2 separate regions of the Anas platyrhynchos genome follow, and region 2 is linked to region 1. A link is a contact called in public Hi-C data. All regions are on one chromosome and are shown on one strand. The core of a region is the stretch at or near the end of the contact, and the rest is flanking DNA. Distances in the headings are between cores, read along the strand shown.

Evidence for each region. A called contact is a pair of places that touch in the nucleus more often than the background predicts.
Region 2: a Hi-C map of subcutaneous adipose tissue shows a contact between it and region 1, with 2.1 times the contacts expected there. The contact joins two enhancer-like sites. A contact is called at or near these places in 2 of 8 Hi-C or Micro-C datasets (liver and subcutaneous adipose tissue).

What each region holds. Positions count from the first base shown.
Region 1 is chr14:38,527-41,479 of IASCAAS_PekinDuck_T2T, forward strand. LOC119718326 (integrator complex subunit 6-like) reads right to left here. Exons shown (of 8, transcript XM_072023452.1): 1 at 1-2,953. Among named protein-coding and RNA genes, the nearest start is that of EGR1, 14 kb to the right of the region's middle. Within about 2 kb of position 1,680, at least 1 of the 8 cell types and tissues checked has an H3K27ac peak or open chromatin away from gene starts, as enhancers often do.
Region 2 is chr14:83,479-86,270 of IASCAAS_PekinDuck_T2T, forward strand. The region is part of intron 6 of REEP2 (receptor accessory protein 2); the gene reads right to left. Among named protein-coding and RNA genes, the nearest start is that of REEP2, 16 kb to the right of the region's middle. Within about 2 kb of position 1,278, at least 2 of the 8 cell types and tissues checked have an H3K27ac peak or open chromatin away from gene starts, as enhancers often do.

The sequences.
Region 1 (2,953 bases), core at 430-2,929:
CTCAATGAGGGCAAGCCCTGACGCCACTTCCGCCCTCGGTTCCCAGCCCCGTACAGAGCCGGCCCGGCGCGGCTCCCGCTGCGGAGAAGGGCGCCGCCATTTCGCCACGGACAGGGGTCCTGCGGCGCCGCCCGGCCCCACCTTCCGCGCATGCGCGGAAGCAGAGCCGCCTAAAAAAAAGGTAATAAAAAATAATGCCAGCTAAAAAAAAAAGTAATAATAAAAAAACGCCACTCAACAAGGGCCCATGATTTTTGTCTTTACTGATTTTGCACTGCTCGTCCCATTTTCTTAGCTATCCTCCTTATTTTGGGACAGCGGAGCCTTCCCTTTATCTTCTTAACATACACCCTGCTGCTATGCTACTGCGAAAAACACCTTCTGTTGCAAAAACACAACTCTGTTTTTCACAACTACTCTCCCCTCTTCTTTTCATACTCCTATTGTTTTTTCACCTTTTCGCATCTCCCATCCTTAAGTTTTTCCAACATTAGGGCACGCTATTTTTCTTTGGACATCTTGGGGCATGACAAATACACAATGCCATTATTATTATAACAACAAATACGTACTACACAATTCCTGCATAGCGTACTTGTTTAGCCAAAGTATATATATTCCTACACATACACATTTCTGTAGCACAGCGTCACACATTCCTTGAATTCCCCGATGGCTGTCTGGATGTAAAATATTAATATAAAACTAATATTTGCCTTTTCTGATCCACATTTCTTCCACCAGACTTCCTTCAGGTGCTGCAAAGACCTGTATAAGACCAAGTGTTCTAAGAGGTACAAAACATTTTTTTTTCTCAGATGCACCCAGATGGTACACACAAACACGCAGATGGAGAATAAAAGCACTATTTGTCTTATCTAGCTTAATTGGAGAGGGATGTGCATCCCAGGCTCCAAGGTACAGTTAAGGTTATTTAGTATTGCTTTGTGCCTTTCTCAAATATCAGAAGCTAGCTTGACTCCTAAAAAACTTCTTGAAGATAGAAGTGACATTTGCTTTCCTCCAGTGTCTGGGCACTTCTAGTCTCCTTGTCAAGAATGGCCTCACAATGCCATCTCTCTCAGCACCTGTGGGTACATTCCATCAGGGCCCAAGTGACCAGTTTACTTAAGTATTCCTTGTTTGGATCTTCTTTCAAGAAAAAAAAGTCCTTGCTCTACATTGCCTCCTGGTCTCTGTCTGGAACCTGGGATTCCTCTCTTGTTGCCACTCTTGTTGGTAAAGATTAAGGCAAAGAAGGTGTTCAGTATTTCAGCCTTCTCCATTTTCTGTGTCACTTGGTCCCCCATCTCATTCAGCAGTGGGACCCACCTCCCCCCCCCCTTTTTTTTTTGTCTTCCTTTTGTAACCGATGAACTTACAGAAGCCCTTCTTGTCTTTAACCTGGCCAAGCACATCCACCTTAGCTAGGAAATAAAACAGCTTACTACCCATTGAAAATTTAGACAGGAATTTTGAAGAAGGAAAAAACTCAAAATTAAAAATAGTAAATATACATACATATTAATCCAAGAGCCTTAGTCTCAGTTTCCTAAAGTAAAGCAGTAAAGTGAAGGAACCCTAACTGCGTAACTAGATATGACAGTATTCATGCTCAAGACTAGGGATACAGTTACAAGGTCACCTAAGAATTGTTAACATAGATATTTCCTAATAAGAACATCCAAGTTGCTTTTGTTTCTAAACATAAGGTGGCAGCATAGGGACACTAGTATCTGAAGCCTATTAGCATCACCACAAAGAAAGCTGAACACCTGTTAGACAACTGCTCTCTCTAAAGCTGAGAAATTATATCAAGAAATCTCTAAAGCTTGTACAAAAGAACTTTGAGCATAATTCTTTCATCTAATACCACTTGACTAAGCCTATTTTCAAGAGCAACCATAAGCTACCATCTTCCTAGAGGAAAAACACAAAATCCCTGCCACTTCCTCTCCTGCCACAGCAAAATGGGAAAGAGATGTGGCGTTTACTTTCCAGTCATTGCAGATACCCAGACTTTCAAGTCCATGAAGTGATGGCACACATTAGTATAACTTTCCTTCTTCTCTGCTTAGAATCACAATACTCCCTGCTACAGGAGGCATAAAAAATATGACTTCTTCTGTCTAGCATTCCTTCTTCAGAAAATGAAGGATTTTCCCTGCTTCTGAGCATGTCTCCTTCAGACAGAAGGAGTTTCTAAAACCCAGCTTGCAATAACACTGTGTATTTCTAATGGAACCTATATACACTTACACTATGCCGAATTCTGCTTAAGCAAAAGAACATTATCAGGTAGATCCAGATGCATAACAGCAAAATAGTAAGATCTGTAGCTAGCTAAAAGAAGGAGACATTCAGTATTAAATACTTTTTCTTATTTACTTTACTCATTCTGGGTAGAACTAGTTTTGTGATCAGCCCTCTTCTCTGTAGCATATTCTTTCTTAAGCACTATTTTATAAACCACCCACTTTCTCTAAGACTTATGGGAAAAACCTTAGCTATGTTGACAAACTTCCATTATCATAGCTTAATAATCTAAATGACTATGATGCAAGACAGACAGATGCATGTGCAACAGCAAAATGATTTATTACGACTCTCAATATTATCCCCATCACCATTAGCTGGCAGAGGGATCCCCAATCTATTGTACCAAGAGCTGTTGGATTACAAACCCCAGGGGCACTAAACACAGACAGTGCAGGTTTCCCAGGAAAAAAGTCTGTGTCTTGAGGCCAAGGAACTCAGGAAGACTCTTCAGTGACACCTTCAGTGTCAACTTGAGCTGGCAACACCTGTGCTGTGAAAAAGGGAAAAGTCCGCAGACAAAAAAATGCAAGGCTCATGACAGGGAACAGTTCTGGGGCAGATCCTCCTCGGAAGGTAAAGGCTTTGTCACTGAGGATTACACCTGAGGATGAATGCTATCCTAAGGGAGATTTAG
Region 2 (2,792 bases), core at 28-2,527, 45 kb after region 1:
TTTTTGTTTGTTTGTTTTTTAAATGTCTCCATAGTAGGCAAAATGGAGGTAGTCCTCTGCTTAATAAAAGAAAACATAAGAAATATAGCCAGGTAATGAAAAGATAGGAGCTGAGAAACAGAGCAAGGAGGTAATGGTTTACTTGCAAAGGGGTTAGAGAAATTTTTTTAGGAGAAGCAGCACCTTGAAATGTAAATTTACCTGCAAAACTGCAGGAGAAAGTGTTTGCCACTGTTTCTCTTCATTTCATATTATTTTGATTCCTTGCATTAGCAGTTCTGGCATTGAGCGTTGGGATTCTACAGATAACTGGCATATGAGTGTAACAAAGTCCAGCATTTAGTTCATCCAAAAATGCAGACTTTGTGCGTGCATCCAATTTCACAGATTTATCTGTCCCCTGGAGCTCCCTGCTGGTGCTTCCTCAGCATAACACATCTATTAGAAAATGCTGTGAGATGCCTAGTTCATCAGATCCTCCCCACAGATCAGCTGACCACTGAGGAAAAATTCAAACTTTATTGTTCTGAAGTGATGAAAGGTCCAAGAATAAGTGCATGTAGGTCAAGCCCAGTTTAGAAAGGTAAGACAGAGACAGAAGTTCCGTAAAAGAACAACCAAGCTCTAATCTGTAGGGTGCAGAGTTCAAGTATAGCTTGAGGCTCAGAAAAAGTCAAGAGTATTTCCTGGACAACTTTGTACTGTACATAGCCCGTTTTCCACCCTACCCTGTCTCACAGGACAAGTTCTTAGCTCCTGTGGAAATTTACTGTCTTCATTTACCATTAAAAGCAATTGTTCTCAAAAGTTACTCTGCACACCTCTTTAGATCTCTTCTGAAGCCTACAGGCTTCAAAACAAAACCTAGAAATAACATAAAACTGAGTTATGTTTACAGCATCTTCTAATAGTGCCAAAATCAAGATGAAAGGTAACCAGGAATCCTTTTTCCTCAGTTAACACTAAAGCACAGCCCCATACAGTACAGCGTATGTATTTATACATATACCAGGTCTTAAACATTACATTCAATAGGCTCCAGACCACATATAACAGGAACTCCTGGGCAACCAGCTCTAGGTAGCCCTGCTTGAGTAGAACAATGGGACCAGATGAGCTGCAGAGATCCTCTTCCAATCTCAAACATTCTATGAAATCACATAGCTTCAGAATATCTTTCCACACATTTGGCTTTACACGGCAACTCAGAGAGCAGCACAAGATGATTCAGCCTGGTGCCAAGTTACAAATTCATAATGGGTCAAGCAAGAAAGTCTATAATACTGAACAGTTACAAAGAGCAATGTGATTCAGCATCTCCCCAGGAAGTTGCAGAGTCATGTGGCAATACAATGTCCCCATCAGAAAGAAGGCCATTTTTTCCCCCTTTTTCCAGATTTGTGTCTTAGGCAATAACCCATACTTTCCAGCATTGCATGCAGGTTTGGAAGACAGATAGGAAAACAGCTCAATTCAACAGCTGTTCTCAAGCATACCTTGCCACTTCACAGTTAACAAACAAGTCTCCTCAACACAATGCTCTGTGCAGCCAGAGAACCAGCAGTGTGTTCTATAATCATCCCACTTTCCTCCTAAGGCACATATCTCCTGCTGATTAAGATGGCAAAGGAGAAGTAAAACTCAAAAGTATTGATTTCAATACTTCTGAAATTCAGTACTTTTGAAATTCAGGGTTCTGTAGAAATCTTTTTGTGTTTCTATTTGTGCCTGGGCATATTAGGAAAGGGGTATAAATGCTTACTGAACACAGTGGGTTCTACTGCTAGGTATGGATTTAGCCATTTGCTTCACTGCACAATCAAGCTCATAGAAAATACTAGATGGAAACTACATTCCAGCATTTCCTGCTGAAAACACGGAACAGCTGATAGAAGCATTTTACCAAAACAGCACATTCAGCATTCTCATTATCAAGAGAATTTCTATGCAAGACCATGCCATCCAAAGCAGAACTACATCTAGGAACTCACTGAGAGATCACATGGGTGGTGGCAGATTTGCAGAGGCTTTGATCAAGCAGAGCAAAATATAACGGTCACATTTGTACTAGAAGAAAATCATGTCCATACTAAGACATTTTCTTGCTCTAGGTAAGTTCTGCTCCCTGACATCATCAGCTTCATATCACCCTCAATGGAGTCCATGACTACTCCACACTCTCTTATAACAAAAGTCATTTAATTTCCCTGTACAAGAAGTCAGGGCAAGACTGATCCATTCTTACCCACAGGCTACTGACATCAAGCATCAATGCTGAGTAAAAGATACTTAGTACAGGGTCTAGTTCAGGAGAACAAAAGCAAATCAAAATCCCAAAATTGAGTCTTCAAAAATTCTTCTTATGCTTCAAAGCAGGAGTTCCTGCAAATGACCTGATTCTAGAAAGCATTCTGGAAAGTCACTGTATGAAAATTGAGTAATCCAAGACTATCACAGTACATGCACAAGGAAAAGGCAGGAATATCAGTATAAGGACAGACTAACCCATCCTTGGCCTCCAAATCAAGCCCCTCACAATGAATTAGATAATTAATTTGCTACAGAGATTTTTAGTTTAAAAAGCAAAAAAAAAAAAAAAAAAAAAAAAAGTCCAGAAATGTGGTCACGGAAGTACTTAGTGTATAAAGAAATAAAGAATAATGGTTTTGTCTTGTTCAATACAGTAAAGTCTAGTAAGCAGTTTCTCACAACTGAATCTTTCACATATTCAGCAAAGATTTTTGTTCCTCATGGAGAGAGGAATTTCCATTGGAAACAGGAAGAATTCTTGC